2 separate regions of the Mus musculus genome follow, and region 2 is linked to region 1. Evidence: chromatin contacts called from public HiChIP or PLAC-seq data. All regions are on one chromosome and are shown on one strand. Each heading gives the region's core, a stretch centred on a gene start, on an enhancer-like site or on the middle of the called end of the contact. The rest is flanking DNA. Distances are from core to core; before and after follow the strand shown.

What was found. HiChIP or PLAC-seq counts read pairs in DNA pulled down with a chosen protein or histone mark.
Region 2: a contact with region 1 is called in an H3K4me3 HiChIP or PLAC-seq map of craniofacial prominence, with 2.5 times the contacts expected there. The contact joins two enhancer-like sites. A contact is called at or near these places in 1 of 39 promoter capture datasets (the SN4741 cell line), 19 of 484 Hi-C or Micro-C datasets (the CH12 cell line, the G1E-ER4 cell line, Sertoli cells and 11 more), 10 of 115 datasets of contacts at active chromatin or transcription factors (the 230-238 cell line, craniofacial prominence, effector CD8 T cells and 6 more) and 1 of 9 other capture datasets (liver).

What each region holds. Positions count from the first base shown.
Region 1 is chr1:134,985,730-134,990,101 of GRCm38.p6, forward strand. It overlaps Lgr6 (leucine-rich repeat-containing G protein-coupled receptor 6), which reads right to left. Exons shown (of 18, transcript NM_001033409.3): 18 at 624-2,462. The coding sequence ends at 1,207. Among named protein-coding and RNA genes, the nearest start is that of Ube2t, 25 kb to the left of the region's middle. Within about 2 kb of position 2,037, at least 128 of the 459 cell types and tissues checked have an H3K27ac peak or open chromatin away from gene starts, as enhancers often do. A contact at or near this core is called in craniofacial prominence, where this site is marked.
Region 2 is chr1:135,081,080-135,085,451 of GRCm38.p6, forward strand. All of the region lies in intron 1 of Lgr6 (leucine-rich repeat-containing G protein-coupled receptor 6), which reads right to left. Among named protein-coding and RNA genes, the nearest start is that of Lgr6, 22 kb to the right of the region's middle. Within about 2 kb of position 2,567, at least 32 of the 459 cell types and tissues checked have an H3K27ac peak or open chromatin away from gene starts, as enhancers often do. A contact at or near this core is called in craniofacial prominence, where this site is marked.

The sequences.
Region 1 (4,372 bases), core at 787-3,286:
AGAGAGGCAGAAGAATCAAAGGCCTGTTGGGGGCATCCAGGAGTCCCAGATAGCCACAGCACTCCCTAAAATGCAATATTCACAATACAAATATCCCTTCTCTTGGGTTTTCCATCCCTACCAGTAACAGGATTGGGATGAGAAGAGAGGTCCAGGCCATAGTGAGATGCATACAATGTAAAACCATACAAAGTTAGCATAGAGTTCGGGGAAGCCCAGAGAACCACAGACTTCTCAGTGTATATCTTACCAGGACCTGAGAATCCTGTCTTGCTGAGGGCAGAAATTTCATTACTGCTTGGGGTCGGTGTGGTGTGGGAACACATCAAGGTCTCTTTCCCCCCGCCCCACCTTGGAGATGGGGCAGGCTCCTCCAGGTGTCTGTTCCAGTAGGATAAGTGAGGTGGGGAGGGGAGCAGAATGCAAAATCTGTCCTGGATGACGGATCATCAGTCACCTCTGGCACTTCACCCCAGGTTGGCTTCATAGGGGCTTTGAAAGAGGGTGGCATCTTATGATGTCATAGGGTAGTACTCCATGGTATGAAGATGATTCCCCGGGAGAAAAACCATAAAGTTCTATGAGAGATTTGTAAGTGTTTCATGAAAAGCAAATATATAGGTATCATCAAATAATTAAGTTTAATTGCTGTAGTAATTAAGCCAAAAAGTCCTAATTCTCAGGACCTTTTAGACACTAACATGACCCCATGACTCTAAGAAAGGGACATAATATGCAATGTCTTCCAAAGTGTATTTTAACAGGAAGCACTTTGGCACAGCATAGGTCAAGATTAATGGAACACAAAACACATTTTATATTCTATATGTCACAGGGGAGACTCTCCAATGTCTTTGGTAGTTGTCTTCCAGTGTCATGCTCTGTGAGACCTCCCCATCACTCTGCACTTACTGATCATGGCTCTGTCAGGGCCCCATAACCTTCACTGTCTTTTGCTTTTCTCCTTTCTCCTATGCAAATTTCCCAGGCCTCTGTCAGAAGTATTGGATTGGACAGAGAAGGCCCAGGGTGAAAGTGAAGCTGAAGGCCAAGACAAAGCAAGACTTGGAAGCACTCATTGGTTAGGGGTCGTGGAGAGAGAACAATGGAGTCAGAGGTGTTGGCCATCTTGCTATGGAGTTGGAGTTGTCTTTCTTTTATAAGCAGCCATCATTGGACGGGAAGAGGACAAACAGAGAGGGATATTTACAAGTGAGAGGCAAAGAGAGAGCCAGAGGGCCAGAGGGCTCCACCCACGGAAGAGCCACAGCCTGCCAAAGTGGCTCCCTCTGCCTTCAGCAGCAGTTCTCCCTTCATGGGAGGTTGTGGGTTCCCAAACTTGGTTCCATCAGACTCTACAAAATGGTTTCCCTCCAGCCTGGTAGCCCCCGGCTGATGTCGGGAGATGAGGGTCACTGAAGGGAAGCCATAGGTCTCTAGCCCAGGAGGCTGCCCAGCCTCAGAAGCTTCCAGAATAAGATCCACATCTGAGAAAGCCACCAGCGCTTGGGTGGAGTCGCAGGAGCTCTTCTCCAGCTCACCGGCTGCAGCGTAGGCTAGGGGCCCTGGGGACCGAGGGCTTGGCCAGAGCCGCCGAAGGTCATCCCGGAAGTGAGGGTTGAAGAGCAGGTAGAGCAGTGGGTTGAGGCAGGCAGGCAGAGGCAGCACCACCAGAAGGACTGACTTGACAGCCTCGGGGGTGACAGGGAAGAGGCCCAGCATAGAGGCAAAGCTGAGGAAGGCCACGGGGCAGTAGAGGAGGCCATCTGCAAAGATGAGCCAGGCCACGTGGCGCACCATGGCGCAGTCCCACACGGCCTCAAAGTCACCCCGTGGCAGGTCACAGTAGAGCTTGATGTAGGCGCCGGCCACCACCAGGAAGCAGAGCGAGTTCATCATCACCAGGGCTACAGCGAAGCCCAGGGCAGCCGGCCGGCCCTCGGGTGGGGCGTAGGGCAGGCAGAGTGGGGAGGCGCCATACTCTCCCACCGAGGCCAGCGGCAGTGCTGCGGCCAGCCCGGCCAGCGCCAGGCATCCCAGTGCGCCTGCGCGGACGCTGCCAGGCGACGGCGCCTTCCCGTAGGCTCGGACGCAGGTCACGGAGATGCTGCACTGCACGGCCGCCAGTGTGAGCAGCAGCACCGACGCCTCTGAACCCAGGACAGCCAGGAAGCCCGTAGCCTGGCAGCCCAGACCGCTCTCCCAGCGGGCTCCATACTCAGCGAACTGACCATAGGTCAAGGCGTCCACCGAGGCCAGGAGACCACAGGAAATGCCCGACAGGGCGTTGGCGCCTGCCATCGCACCCACCACAAGCTTGACGGGGGACAGCGGGCTGGGTCCGCTGGCAAAGACTGTCAGCAGCACCAGCCCGTTACAGAGTACGGAGAGTAACACGATGGCCCACACAGCAAGGCGGATGCCCCAGCTCTCAAAGAGGTGCTCGCAGGGCTTGAAGGGGCCTGTGTGAGAGAGGAGCAGAGATAGATGTAAGCCCAGAGCCAGAGCTGCCAGAACCCAGCTCACTGGTAAAGCCATGATCAGACAACTCCTAACTCAAAGGAGACCAACAGGAGAGAATTTCTGTCTCAGAAATAGAGACTTGAAAACTCGAAAAAACAAAAACAAAACAAAAACCTCCCGAAAGGAAAAAAAAAAAAAAAAAACCTCCCGAAAATGGGGTGGGAGAACTAAGAGGAAGCTGGGAAGAAAAATACACAGAAATAGATGCGTGATGCAGTGCAAACCCAGACCCGAGGAAATGCTAAGAAATTTAGTCTTCCTAAAGGAACACGATTTGGAGAGATAGAAGGAACAAACTGTCCGACAGAAGCGAAGAGACGTTCAGGCGAGAGCAAAGGCAGAGTGAGGCGCTGTCCAGAGTCAACTACTTTATGGTGGTGACTCTGCCCAAGCCATCATTGACATTTCCACGGTTGGTCGAGAAGTCCTGAGTAGACTTATTAGGCTGGTTCTCCCTTGCTTTGAGTACACTTCATGTTTATCGTGCAATCAGTATTTGGAAGACAAAGGGCATAATCGAAATATAGAAAACTTTGCCAAGTATAGCAGTTCCCATCTATAATCTCAACACTTAGGGAGCTGAGGCAGGAGGGGATGTGTGTGAGGCTAGCCTGAGATGATAGTGAGACCCTAACTAAAAACAAAGAAAAAATACTTTGAACTTCTCAAATTTTCCAACTGGACCCCAGAGTAGATTGGTCAGATCCTGGCGTCTTTCCATCTCTTTCCCCAATGCTATTCTTAAGTCACCTTGTAACTTTTGGGCATAGTATTTCTTCATTTCCTTTGGCTCTAGACTTGTTTTTCAATGTATTGCTAGGTGGCTGGGGAATTTAACAGATTTCTGTGGGAGCTATTTTAGAAAACATTTTTCTGATTATGAAATAATAGGTGGAAATTTGAAAATATAGCATGGCAAAATTTAAACTGTATGGCCTCACCTCTCAAATAGAACTCCTTATTTTGGCATATTTCCTTTTAGGTTTTATATATATATTTAAAATAAGTTGGGATTTTATTCTCCTTAAATTAAGCTTTGCATGCTCCCTTACAATCTCAAAAAACAAAACAAAACAAAACAAAAAAAGACCCCACATATTTTTAATGGCTGTATAACTATTCCGCATCAATTTATCTGACAATTTGTGTGAGCTATTTTAAAAGCAAGTTCAAGTTGGACCTTGTTTTCCAGAACTTTCTCTTTCACCTCATCCTTGTTTGTTGCTGATTTTCAGACATGAAATTCTCGAGGCAGAGCCACTGAAGCACCGGTTTCCTAGCAAAATACACGTCTGCTTCTTTCCCTCATCCACCACTAGAGGGTGCACTTTGCCGCTAAGCGCTAAAAGCTTGTCAGAAGCAAGGTCAAGGCTGAAAGCTTTCTGGGCAAAGAAAGGTTTTAAGCCAAAGAAATCTGGAAATCTGGAAAACGAAGGTGGGATGAAATAAAAACAGCTAACTGTTTGTAATTTTGTGTTTATTTTGAACATCTCTTGGCCCACACAGCACTGTGCTGTCTTCTGGCATGGCCTGCTGGTGTTTTAATGTTTTGGTTTGGCTTTTTTGAGACAGGTCCCCACTATGTAGCTCTGGATGTCCTGGAACTCGAGACGTAGACCAGGCTGGCCTCAAACTTAGAGATCTGTGTGCCTCTGTGTCCTGAGTACTGGGATTAAAGGCACACACTACCATTCCTGGCTCCGTTCACATTTTATACACAGGGAAGGGACTCTACTCACTTAAAATCGAACAAATGAAAAACTTAGGTTGTTTGGCATCAAGAAAAAAGAGCCCCTCCCCTTTCTTTCCAGCAACCTGGCTCTCATGGCCCCAGGTTAGACTCCAGAGG
Region 2 (4,372 bases), core at 1,317-3,816, 96 kb after region 1:
GAAAGCTAACTAGATAACTGTGCTGCAACTAATGAAAGACAGTGTTCTTCCGTAGTATAAGTCCTGTGGCTCAAAGTCATCTCTGAGGGGAATCTTCCCGATGTCCCTCTAGGTCACTCATGGCTACAGTATGTTATAGCTTGTACAAATATTCTACCCAGTGCACATGGGCTAGCACCATTTGGGACCCACAATGGGACAAGGCATTTCTCCTGAGCCTTCTCATGGTCTCCTGGTGGGACTCAGCAGGCCACATAACACCTAAGTACAGCCCTTCCCTAAGGACCAGTCTGAAGTATTCAGACATCCCACCATCCTGGGAGACAGTGAGGGAGTTAATAGCGGCAGTGAGGAGTAGGATAGGGCATGTTAGAAAGCCCAGAGTGGGGAGAGAGGGGGATTCCCACCACATCTGCCTAAGACAATAAAGGACCTGTGATCCATCTTCAGCACCACGGTAAGTGATGGATACAATAAAGACTAAAAGCATCATCCCACATGTCTGCAGAGGCCCCATCATGACAGGTACCTTGCTCACATTGACACAGCAAAAGCAGATCTGGGGAGGAGCAGGGCTACCTGTGGTCATGCTGCAAGTTCCTGCAGTGCCCCAAGAGCTCTAAAGCCCAGAAGGACCTCAGGCTTTCCAGTGTGGCCTCCTCCGTGTAGTCTGTTCCCGGAGATGAACCTCCTATTGGAGAAGGAAGATCTCCTTGTCATTATCTTCTTAAAAACCCCAGACTCACAACACAACACCAAGTTCTCTTGGATTTTGCAGTTTTCATAAATTGCCAAACCAGGGAGTTACTTCCATCCGGGAAAATGTATTTCTCTATCCACATAGCAGCACAGATTGTTCTCTTGGGCTTTGCACAAACTCCTATGTGAGAACAATGTTGTGCTTTTAAATAGATGTCTGTTTGCTTTGTTTTGTCTTTTCTTGGCTCCCTCTTTGGTAACAATGCCTCCCAGCCTGCCTAACAGTGCCAGGAGGACCCCTGATGGGGGAAAAAAGAGCGGGCAGGGTGAGGAAGGGAGAGGCTGAAGGGCTAGCAAGGGTTTGGAGTACTATGAAGGGGACTCCCAGGAGACAGCCAGGAAAAGAAGACCTTTGTGTAAGTCAGATTGTACCAGGGAGAAAGCTGGAAACCCAAGGCATCAACAGGTGGCCTAATTAATTAAGGTGGGGCTAGGATAAAGGGAAGGAGACATTACTAAAATTCAGGTGAGATAGACACACACGATTTTGTTTGTACTTGTGGTTAAAAGACCATGCTACTTGTCACATCACCAGGACCTCTGTGGGTTGCCTCAAAGTCGGGTGGCACAGATAGGAAGCCAAGGACAAGAGAACTGGAGAGATACCTCCCTCTCAAAATTGCTAGATACAAGAAACTGTGGTTTGATGTACCACTATACCCGGGCTTCCCCTTTTTCTTACAGAATGGGTTTGGTGGTGGTGGCAGTTGTTTTAGTGGTTATTGTTGTTGTGGTGGTGGTGGTTGTGGTGGTGGTGGTTGTGGTGGTGGTTACTGTGCACTCCTATAATTCCAGCACTTGGGAGTAAAAAGTAAGAGGATTGGGAGTTTGAGGCTAGCCTGAACTACAGAGTTAGTTTTAGGACAGCCTGGGCTACATGGTGGTTCTCTGAAGATAGAGATACCATGTCACAGCAGCAGCAAGCTGGGGGCCTGGGCACCTGAGAAGAATGAAGAGCAGGAGCTTGTGGCTGGTTCTAACCCTCAGAACCACAGGGCGATATCTTTGGAAGGAGCCAGGCCCATCCCAAATGAGCTGACCCAACACTCCTTCGTGAAGCTGCTAAGCTAGACCCATCCTCAGGGCCTAAAACTCCACGCAGAAGTGCCACCAAAAGTTAACTGCAACGTATGACTTCTGCCCCCTTTGCCCTTCCCTGAGACCCTTGATAAGGCAGAGGGAGCTGCTCCTAGCGGTACTCAGAGTCAGGTGACCTTTCCTGGGAGCAAAGCATGGTCTATGGGTTGCACAGTGCCTGCACACTGCCCCTCTTGGCTCCTTCTTCCTTGCGAGACCTAGAAAAGCCCATCATCCTGTGGCATTTCATGGCTCGGCAACAGCCCTGCTGCAGTGAGACTGAACTCTCGCAGGCCCTGAGACTCTGTGTAAGTGAGTTCACCTGTCTCTGCCTTGCCCTCTTCGATGGTAAAGAGCTTAAACAAGGCCTGGTGCGCGGTAAGCCAGCAGACATCACCTGTGAGCCTCACGGCCCACCCCCACCCCCCAGCTCCAGAGCTCTGGTCAAGCCACTTAGTCGTGCAGCTCTGTCTTCACTGTAAGTATTTGTAACTGGCTGCAACATACAGGCACTGTCCTCAGTGATGAAACCACAGAGCCCAGCAATGTGTGTGCCCTGTCCTTAAAGAGCCAAGTCTATAGAAGACAATGGCAGTAGAGCGGACAATTAAAGCGTAAGTGGCCAGGCCTAAGGCTGGGACTTTAGTCACGGGGCTTCTCAGACTAATCCCTGTGGCTTTTTGAGTCTGGTCCCTGAGGCTGCAGTCACATGGGCAAGCCACAGGATCCTGTCCTTGATTAGGAGCTGTCATCTCCTACCCTCCGATGGCACATTCCTGTGGCTGCTCTCACTAAACAGTCTGGGAGTTCCGCCACAGAGCCCAGTTCTCTGTCCTTGCCACACACACGCACATGCCGGCTTCGAGGTCCGTTTTCTTTCTTTCTTTTTTTTTTTTTAAGTTTTGTTTTTATTTGTGTGTGTGTGTGTGTGTGTGTGTGTGTGTGTGTGTGTGCTTGTGCCGTCTATGTCTCTTTCTCTGTGTGTGTGTGTGTCTGTGTGCCTGTGTTTCTAAATCTGTATATGTGTGTCTGTCTGTCTGTCTCTTTCTCTGTGTGTGTGCTGTGTCTGTGTGTGTATTGTGTGTCTGTGTATATGTCTGTGTGCCTGTGTTTGTGCTTCTGTGTCTGTGTATGTCTGTCTGTCTGTCTCTTTCTGTGTGTTGTGTATATCTATGTGCCTGTGTCTGTATGTGTATGTCTGTGTATGTGTGTCTGTCTCTCTTTCTCTGTGTGTGTCTGACTGTGTGTGTGTGCATCTATGTGCCTGTGTCTGTATGTGCATGTCTGTATATGTGTGTCTGTCTGTCTCTCTGTGTTGTGTGCCTGTATGTAGGTGACCTCAGAGGTCAGAAGAAGGAGTATTACAGGCAATTATGAGACACACGATGTAGGGGCAGGGAACTGAACTCAAGTCCTCTGGAAGAGTGGCTAGCAAGCACTCATAATCACTGAAGCATTTTCTAGCCCTACAACACTGCTGTCATCTGAGGGGTAACCCACTGAGTCCTGCAAAACTAGGTCCTGCAACTTACCAGCTTCTGCTCTGGCCCTTATTTTGATCTCTAGCTCTAGCTACAAGGCCATCATGGCTCTGTAGTGAGGTGCTTTGCATGGGTGTAAAAATCTAACTGCCCTTGCATACTAGAACCCCTTAGACTGACTCTAAGGCTTAGAGAGAGAGGTCACACTGAGGCGGCCTTGACAGCCTTCTATGAAGGAAGAACTGCCCGGGCAATCCCTGTGTCTTGACTCTACTACCAGATTCGACAACTAGCGCTGAGCAGAGTCAAAAACAGAAAAACAAAACAACCCCCCTTCCCCCTCCCCCCCAAAAAAAAACCTAGCTAGAGGGGCTGCAGCAACAGTAACAGCGAGGGGTGAGGGATGGAGTCTCACGCAGATGAGGCTACTGTCCTGAGCTCTTTATCCCCAGAGTGTCTGAGTGGAACACTAATGTAAGGCCCCCAATCCATGGTCCTTAGCTGTGCTCACACAGATGGAACTACCCCCATCCGGGACAGGAGGAGTGCCTGGGCTTTCAGTAGTGGATAGGGAGCAAGATAGTGGCAGTCCGGGACAGCAGTGGGAGGTTGGGGAGAACCTTCACCTAGCTGCACCCTGCCGCCCCGCCTGTGTCACACACACTGAACCACCGCACCACGGCACCAACACCCTCCCGGGCGGGCCAACCTGGCCTGTTCAAACTGAGTCTGAATCTGGCCGGAGTACCCGGGACAGCTGCCTCTGCTGCCGCCTGACCCACTCCACCCCCAACCGCATCAGCCTTCCCTCTTCCCACCCAAAACACGGGCACTTTCTAGGTCTCATTTAATTCGACTTTTTTTTTTTTTTTTACGGGCAAGGGAATGAACATTGTCCCTACGTTAAAGGAGGAAATGGATACTGGGAAATATCACTCGGCCCCCAGATCACACAGCCGCTGCTAGGAGAACCCACGCGGTTTAATTCTGTTGCGCCCGGGCGCACCTGGAGACAAGAACAGCCAGGAGGGCGCCACCTGTGCGGGAGATCTTGG